Regions from separate parts of the Macaca mulatta genome. Here region 2 is linked to region 1. The links are chromatin contacts, called in public Hi-C maps. All regions are on one chromosome and are shown on one strand. The core of a region is the stretch at or near the end of the contact, and the rest is flanking DNA. Distances in the headings are between cores, read along the strand shown.

Region 1 (4,156 bases), core at 837-3,336:
AGGTATGCAGCTGCATTGGACTTGACAGCATCCAAGCGGAATCCAAGCATGGCGATCACCTCTGGCAGCTCTGGCTGTCTCCAATTAGGAGGTGGGGGCCCTCCTTTGCGCAGGCTATCCAAGCTTGCTAAACTTCCTCGCTCATGCTGGGCCAAAGGAGCCCAATAGTATTGATCCGATGGCACCTCCTCACCAATCATGTCTTCGTAGCTCCTGAGAAGTTTTGGAATAACCAAGAGAATACATCAAGTCATTATGGCTAGCTTCCTGGACATTCCCATTACCCTCATCTGCAAAGCAGGATTAACTGGAGTTTCAGTGTGCTCATCTTCTCTCTCCTTTACATGAATAATATACTGATCAATTTTCCTCAATGGGTTAGGAAAAATAAAAGGTAATAATCTTAAAGGCACCTACAATTTAATTAAAACTACACTTTTTTCTTTGAAGTCTGCAGGCTTAGAAAGTAACAAGCATTCAGGAGAGGCTAATCAAAAAGAAAGAACCAAATCCTTATTATTTATCATTTACTTGAATGATACCTGACAGCTATTAACTTTTCTAGGTAGAGATCAGGATAAACTCTCAAAAAGCAGAATTAACCAAAGCAACTGACTCAATGCCACAGAAGTCTGAGAACAGTTCCTTAACCAAACAGGAAATTAGGCATTTACACACAGGAAACAACTGGCGGGTTAAGACCTTTAAATGCATTTCATATTTAAGCTTCTCCTTATCCTATTTTGGAAATTATAAAAGATGGATTGATAGAGAAAAACTAATAAAGGGCTTCCTGCTACATTATAGGAGGATCTGGGTTTGGTACTGATGAGGTATAAACTTGAAAAGTAATTTTCACAGTCATCCCAAGGTCATGTCTGCTACTCAACAAATGTGTTAGTGGTAAGATTCCATCCTCCAATTTCTAAAGACAGTACCTCCAGTTCTTTCAAAATTGAGCCTATTCACCAACATCACATTTGGGAAGCCCAGCCACTAGGAACAGAGAAAGCAATTGAAAGTAAGAAAAATCAAACCAGGAGACAATTCTTCCTGTTTCAGTACTACCAACAACCACTAGAGGGTGAGTCTGTCACACTATTATTTATTCATAACTACCAGGAAGAAAGAAACCCATTATCTGTGAGCTCATCTCTTCTGGCTCCCACAGGAGAGGAGAATCTATTGTGTGGAGCTCTCCAAATAAGCCGTTGTTTGTTCTACAAAACCACTCCCACTGTCACCAAATACTCAAAGTTGCCCTGAGCAGAAGGGCTGCCTCACAGGTATCAACATCAACTATGCAACAGTGATTCAGATGGACAAAGTATTTAGTAAAACATGACCAAGATGGTCTTAAAATAACACGGAAACAGGACCAGGCGTGGTGGCTCACATCTGTAATCCCAGCACTTTGGGAGGCTGAGGTGGGCGGATTACCTGAGGTCAGAAGTTCAAGACCAGCATAGCCAACATGGCAAAACCCTATCTCTACTAAAAATATAAAAATTAGCTGGGCGTGGTGGTGGGCACCTGTAATCCCAGCTACTTGGGAGGCTGAGGCAGGAGAATCACTTGAACCCAGGAGGTGGAGGTTGCAGTGAGCCAAGATCGCACCACTGCGCTCCAGCCTGGGCAACAGAGCAAGACTCCATCTCAAAAAACAAACAAACAAACAAACACAGAAACAAAATGAATAGCTTAGATAGCTAAGTTTTAAAAGTAGGCTATTGAGCAGTATGTTAAGATTCCCTTTTTGTAGAGGGAAAATAGGATACAGTTACATGTACAATAAAAAAACCTCAAAGGATATGCACCAAAATGTTAACAGTGGTTCTTTATTAATAGATGGTATGCTTTTCTGGGTTTTTCAGGCTCCGTATTGAACATGCTTAACCTCTATTATTAATATACAAAATTATAAGAACAATTACCATAACCAAAATTTCCAAATAACTCTATCTTATATCTTTTTCTATATAGAGGCAGTGGATTGGGCATTCTTTCCTCTGTTTTACAAGTAACAAAGCTGTGCCCAGGAAGACCAAATGACTTGCTTGAGGCTACTTAGCTAGTGGCAAAGGCACAACTAGAACCAAGGTCTCAGGGTTCAGTGCTTTTTCCACTAATCACTGCCTCACTGTTTAAGTTTGACCTCGTATTACTCTTCTAGCCTGGAACAGGAAGCAGCAAATATTCTTGCTAGTCAAGCAGGTTTCCAAGTCCATTGCTACCCTGGAACAAACCCAAGAACGGCCCAAAACTCTATGTGAACTAGCACAACTAGGGACGGCAGAGAATGACCTGGCCACCCACACCCATCTGGGTCCAATCACTCTTTACTAATGAGGAAGTCAGAAAAAGCAGACTTGCAGTAGAGCCAACACCCTGGACAGACTGCTTCAATGATGGCTGTTATCTACCACTGTTCTAGGTTGCACCAGCCGAGGTCTGGTGCTCCTGGAGGAATAAAAATGACTCACATGGGAGTTGGATTAGCTATCCAAGACACCTGAAAGGTGAGTGACTCAGTCTTAGATAATGGGGCCTCTACCCCTGGGCCCAGCCCTGTTCACTCTTAACCAAAGCTACCTAATATATGAAGAAAATTAGCACCAAGGCATTTGCTTTAAAAGGTCATGACCCCATATAGAGAAATTCAGCAACAGCTGCTAGGATATCCTTACCATCAAGACAACCATAAATCATCCCTTCTTTTTTTTTTTTTTTTTTTTTTTGAGACGGAGTCTCACGCTGTTGCCCAGGCTGGAGTGCAGTGGCGTGATCTCGGCTCACTGCAAGCTCCGCCTCCCGGGTTCCCGCCATTCTCCTGCCTCAGCCTCCTGAGTAGCTGGGACTACAGGCGCCCGCCACCGTGCCCGGCTAATTTTTTGTATTTTTAGTAGAGACGGGGTTTCACTGTGGGCTCGATCTCCTGACCTTGTGATCCGCCCGCCTCGGCCTCCCAAAGTGCTGGGATTACAGGCTTGAGCCACCGCGCCCGGCATCCCTTGTTTCTTATCATTTCTCTTTGCGTGGAAAACACTGTTTCTAATTTATTCTGAAGCAGCATTGGCAGCCCATGGGCCAAACCTGTTTTTGTACACCCCCAGAATGCTTTTTATATTTTTAAAAGATTGTTTGAAAAAAAGAACAACAACATATGACAAAGATGATACATGGCCTGCAAAGCCTAAAATAGTTCTACATGGTCCTTTCCAGGGGTCTGTCGACCCCATTCTAAAGCATTCTCTCAAGGCAACAAGGCAAACCATATACCAGTCCAAACATCAATCACTCCTTTTTTCACATCACCAAAGAAATCTCCAGGGACAAGTAGTAAAGTCAGAGTAGGCAGCTGCTTAGTGACCTTTCAGAGTGTTGCTAACGTACCCCCCAACCCCCACTCAAGGATGCCACCACAATTTCACTTTACAATCAAATAATAAGACCCTAAGCACAGAATGTCAAGGCCCTTGTGAGGTCAAAGTTTGTTTTTAACTTTGGGATTAAAAACACCACAAGAAAGTTCTTATATATATCCTTAACTGTCTCTTTTGGTCCTGTATTCCTAAAACCTTCAACTCTGTTTTGTTTTGTTTTGAGACAGTCTCACTCTGTTGCCCAGGCTGGAGTGCAGTGGCGGCATCTTGGCTCACTGCAGCCTCTGCCTCCCGGGTTCAAGTGATTCTCCTGCCTCAGCCTCCTGAGTAGCTGGGACTGCAGGCACGAGCCACCACACGCGGCTAATTTTTGTATTTTTAGTAGAGACAGGGTTTCACTATGTTAGCCAGGATGATCTTGATCTCCTGACCTCGTGATCTGCCCGCCTCAGCCTCCAAAAGTGCTGGGATTACAGGTGTGAACCACCATGCCCGACTGACTCTGTTCTTAATACCAAACCAGAAGCTAAATAGAAATTCCCAAGAAGAAGTGAGCAAGAATTCCATGGCCCCAGACATCAGAATCCTCTGCCTAACACCAAAAAGGGGTCACATCTTAGCCAGAAACAGCAAAAACTTGAGCATAGAAGCAGAAGCAAAATTCAGTCTTCAGGACACAGACTAATAACAATCACAAGTTGTTTTCTTTTTTTTTTGAGATGGAGTTTCGCTCTTGTTGCCCAGGCCGGAGTGCAATGGCACGATCTTGGCTC
Region 2 (4,156 bases), core at 836-3,335, 60 kb after region 1:
CAGGTGTGGTGGCTCATCATGCCTGTTAACTCCAGCACTTTGGGAGGTCAAGGCAGATGTATCACTTGAGGTCAGGAGTTTGAGACCAGCCTGGCCAACATGGTGAAACCCCGCCTTTCCTAAAAATAAAATAAAATAGATATTAGCCAGGCGTGGTGCTGTGCACCTGTGATCCCAGCTACTCAGGAGACTGAGGCAGGAGAATCGCTTGAACCTGGAAGACAAGAGGTTGCAGAGAGCACCACTATACTCCAGTGTGGGTGACGAAGTGAGACTCTGGCTCTTAAAAAAAATTTTTTTTTTTTAAAGTTCCAGGTCATATGGCTATCTTGGGCTATGAAAAACACAAGGACTACCAACTCCACAAGGCTGGCTTTGTCCATCCCTTAAGATTAAGTTTTACTCTATTACTCAAATACTTTATTTCAACTTTTATTAAACCAAATCCAGTAACTTTTGCAATGCCTTACTAGAGGGTTGCCTCACAACTGAACCATCATTTCTGGCGGGGTAGAAACCATGGCTTCAGGCACATGACTGAAGTTTGGCCATGTTCCATCATTAATGTTCCAGCATCACCAGGGACACAAAGCTGCAAAAATGAGAAGGAAAATAAGGTTAGAGAAAGGATCCAGGCAATGATAAGGACTGAGGAAGACAGGTTCTCCAACCCTTGAACTCACAAACCCTGGAGCTCAAGGATTGCATCCTTCCTCCAAATCTCACTCAACATAAGTGCAGAACATGCCAAAACACTGTATGAAGCACTAGGGACAAAGACAAGGTCAAAATCCTTGTAACCAAATGTGATGGTATTGTAGTACAGTGTTAACACAGGGGACAGTAACAGAACACCCTAGAACCAAACAGAAGAGTGTAGCGATAAACATAAATGAAGTAGCATGAAATAAACTTCCAAATGGAAAACTTGTCCATACCCCCAGGGCAACAGTCAACTACAGTCTTCCAAATGACAAATTGCACTTAGGGCACACTAGATAGAAAACAGTATTGTGTCTTTTTTTTTTTTTTCTCAAATAGACGGGGTCTCCCTATGTTGGCCATTCACTCCTGCCTCGATCTCCCAGAGTGCTGGGACTGCAGGCGTGAGCTACCCACGCCAGGTGGGTACTTGTAGCCACACCAAGATTAATCCCTTCTCTTCCTCAACAGCGGCCGCGCCCCCCACTTCCCATTTCAAACCTCAGCATGAGGACTTCTACCCAAATCTCCCTACGACAGGTACTTCTTCAACTCTTCCACCACCTCTTGAGGCTCAGGGAATTTGAGTTTGCGTGGGGGCCCCTTCTTAATCCCAGTCCAGAGCTCCGCACCTGCGAAAGGACAGAATGAAGTGAAGTTACAATACTTCGGAATCCACCCGCACGTCTCTGAAGTCATGAGACTGCCGCGGTTTCTGAGAACAGCGCTTCCTCTCTTCGGAATCCACGTCCCTCTCCCCTCCGCCCCTCTCCCCCACACCCACGTCCCCACTTACTGCTGCCGTCCGGGCGCAGCAGCGTCACCTCGAAGCTGCCCCTCCGGGGCTTGGTCGGGTTCACCTTTACTGGAAGCTCTGGGGCCTCCAGGCGCAGCGCCTGACTCAGGGCCGCGGCGTTGCGCCCATAGACGCGTCAGCTCGTGCTAGGGAGAGAAGGGGAGGTTAGAGACCGGGGCCTCTGGCCCCGCCGCGCCACTATTCCCTCTCCCCGGTTACTCTCCAGGCCCCTCACCAATGCTCGATAACAACGGTTGTCTCCTCCATTCCCTCCCCGCTGTTCGCCAGCTTCTCTTGCTTCTCGGCTGCGGCGACCATCGCGGCCTCAGCCTTCCGCTTCCTACCGCGGGGAGCCATGGCGCCTAGAACCTGGCCGAGAATGCAGCAGGCCTGGTGGGTGGGGTGCAAAGACGCGACCACTGAGCTGGAAGTGGGCAGCGAAGACCGCAGCCCGGAAGCTACCCTCCTACAGCGGAAACCTCTCCCCAAGGAACGGAAAGCGTGGTCCGCAGCGCCCACGTGGCCTGGAGGCGGACCTTGGGGCACAACCACTTTGCAAGCAGGGAGAGGGGAGGTGCGGGAAGCGCCTGACGGAACCACCCATCGCTTCGGGTCGACGAGACAGGGGACGCTGGGATGGTGAACACAGCAGGAAGGGGCGGAGACAAGGGTCCTATTGCAAGCCTCGCTTCACGCGCCGTCTTTTCTGTACCTTTGCGTCGCGCTACATGTTGTGTGCAACGATCCGTCGCCAAACTCTCCTCCCTGGCAACTGCGAACCAATCCCAAACTAAACCCACCACCTAACAGTGGCCCCTATTCTAGGCTTATGGAAACTGGCCTTCTGCAACTCTTGCCAATCCTGGGGATCAATGCCCGGCCTTTGGTAAAACCGAATAGGATGACCTTTGACGTCAAGATGGGCAATTCCTCTGCAGTTGCCAGGCTTTTCTAGTACAGGAACACACAAAGGTGCAATCAAAAGGAAATCCCAATCTTTTTATTGTGGAAAACCATCAACTGGGTGTGGGGAGTAGGTCAGAGGGTTAGTGAAAGTCCAAGGGATTTCTCCTCCAAGTCCTATCACACAAAGGGAAGTCTCAAGCCTCTATTCACCCCTTCTCAATCCCCACAAAACAGGGGGTTGTTCAATATCGTCTTCAATGATAAAAAAAACTTTGTGGTTAAAGGTTTCTCCTTAGGACTAGTGACAAAGTTAGGCTTATGCTTTTAGTAAAGACCATAAACCAAGCCAGAAGGGCTTAAGGAAGCAAGAGTCCTTGAGGGAAAATTCTTAGCTTTCTATACCCCAGCATCCTAGCTTAGGGTTAAATCTAGGTCTAACCAGGCTCTGCAGGTCGAGTAAGAAGGAATAATGAAACCATAGTTTCATAGAGAAACCATGGAGATGTCTGAATAGTTGATAACACACTGACCCAAGCTTGGAGGAAAACCATTTCCCCTCCATCATAGGAGATCTCTTTCTTTCTTGCTCCAGTGAACAGCTGGCCACCGCATGGCAGGCCTTCTTGTAGGGTGCCTGACAATTCCCTAGATGCCTCTGTAAAATCAGAAGCAGCACCCTGCCGCCCCACCCAGTCACAGCCAAACGGAAAACATAAATAAAAGGCTGTAGCCTCAGGCTTGTGGTTATGGAAGGAGCCTGGAATTGACAGGAGAGGAAGCACTGCCAAAGTGAGGATCTTATTTGTCCTTCTTGCTTTCCCCATCAGACACTCTGGTGGGGGTTGGAGCCACAGGCTGCTCCTCGGGGATATTGTCTCCAGCCTTTGATAGCTTCTTGGCCCGCTGGTATAGCTCATTTAAGTTAAATTCTCGGATCACATTCTCCTGCACAAAAGAGATGCACAAATCAGGATCTGGGTTGGAAGGGAGAGTAAAGAGCCTGGGAAGTAAGGCATTTTACACAGTCTGGGAAAGGAAGGAGTAAGCAAAGGACAAAAATCTTCCCTAACCTTCCTCTTTTTTAGGTACCCAGAAAAGTCAACTAATAGTTAAATACCCATTATGTGCCAATGGGTATTTAACTATTCAATGGGTATTTATTCACTGTGCCAAGAATTATATATACCTAAATTATTTAATGTAATCTGCAAAACAATCCTGTAAGCCAGGGGTTATTACCTCCAATTAACTGACAAGGAACCTAACACCTACAGACAATATGTGCAGGGGCCTTCGAGACCAAATCTTTTTTTTTTTTTTCTGATGGAGTTTCGCACTTGTTGCCCAGGCTGGAGCACAATGGCGCAATCTCAGCTCACTGCAACCTCCGCCTCCCAGGTTCAAGCGATTCTCCTGCCTCAGCTTCCTAAGTAGCTGGGATTACAGGCATAAGCCAGCACACTTGGCTAATTTTGTATTTTTAGTAGAGATGGGGTTTCTCCATGTTGGTGAGGCTGGTCTCGAACTCCTGACCTCAGGTGATCTGCCAGCCTCGGCCTCCCAAAGTGCTGGGATTACAGGCATGAGCCACCGTACCTGGCCTGAGACCAAATCTTAAACTAATAATTGTTCCCCAGTACTAGCAGGTCTGGCACATAATATATATTTGCTAAGTGAATTAATACACGAGGTCTAGTAACTAGTCCACACCCTTAAAGCTAATAGGCAAGTGGCAGAACTGTGAATCAAAGC

Evidence for each region. A called contact is a pair of places that touch in the nucleus more often than the background predicts.
Region 2: a contact with region 1 is called in a Hi-C map of blood, with 3 times the contacts expected there. The contact joins the promoter of SELENOH here to the enhancer-like site in region 1. A contact is called at or near these places in 6 of 14 Hi-C or Micro-C datasets (CD4 T cells, blood, fetal cortex germinal zone and 2 more).

The regions. Positions count from the first base shown.
Region 1 is chr14:15,593,070-15,597,225 of T2T-MMU8v2.0, forward strand. CTNND1 (catenin delta 1) reads right to left here. Exons shown (of 19, transcript NM_001266516.1): 7 at 1-213. Among named protein-coding and RNA genes, the nearest start is that of CTNND1, 40 kb to the right of the region's middle. Within about 2 kb of position 2,087, at least 16 of the 40 cell types and tissues checked have an H3K27ac peak or open chromatin away from gene starts, as enhancers often do. A contact at or near this core is called in blood, where this site is marked.
Region 2 is chr14:15,653,048-15,657,203 of T2T-MMU8v2.0, forward strand. SELENOH (selenoprotein H) reads right to left here and starts at 2,086. Exons shown (of 4, transcript NM_001321341.1): 1 at 1,734-2,086; 2 at 1,499-1,644; 3 at 1,224-1,334; 4 at 350-592. The coding sequence starts at 1,855. The coding sequence ends at 1,234. It overlaps TMX2 (thioredoxin related transmembrane protein 2), which reads right to left. Exons shown (of 8, transcript NM_001195759.1): 8 at 2,896-3,349. The coding sequence ends at 3,203.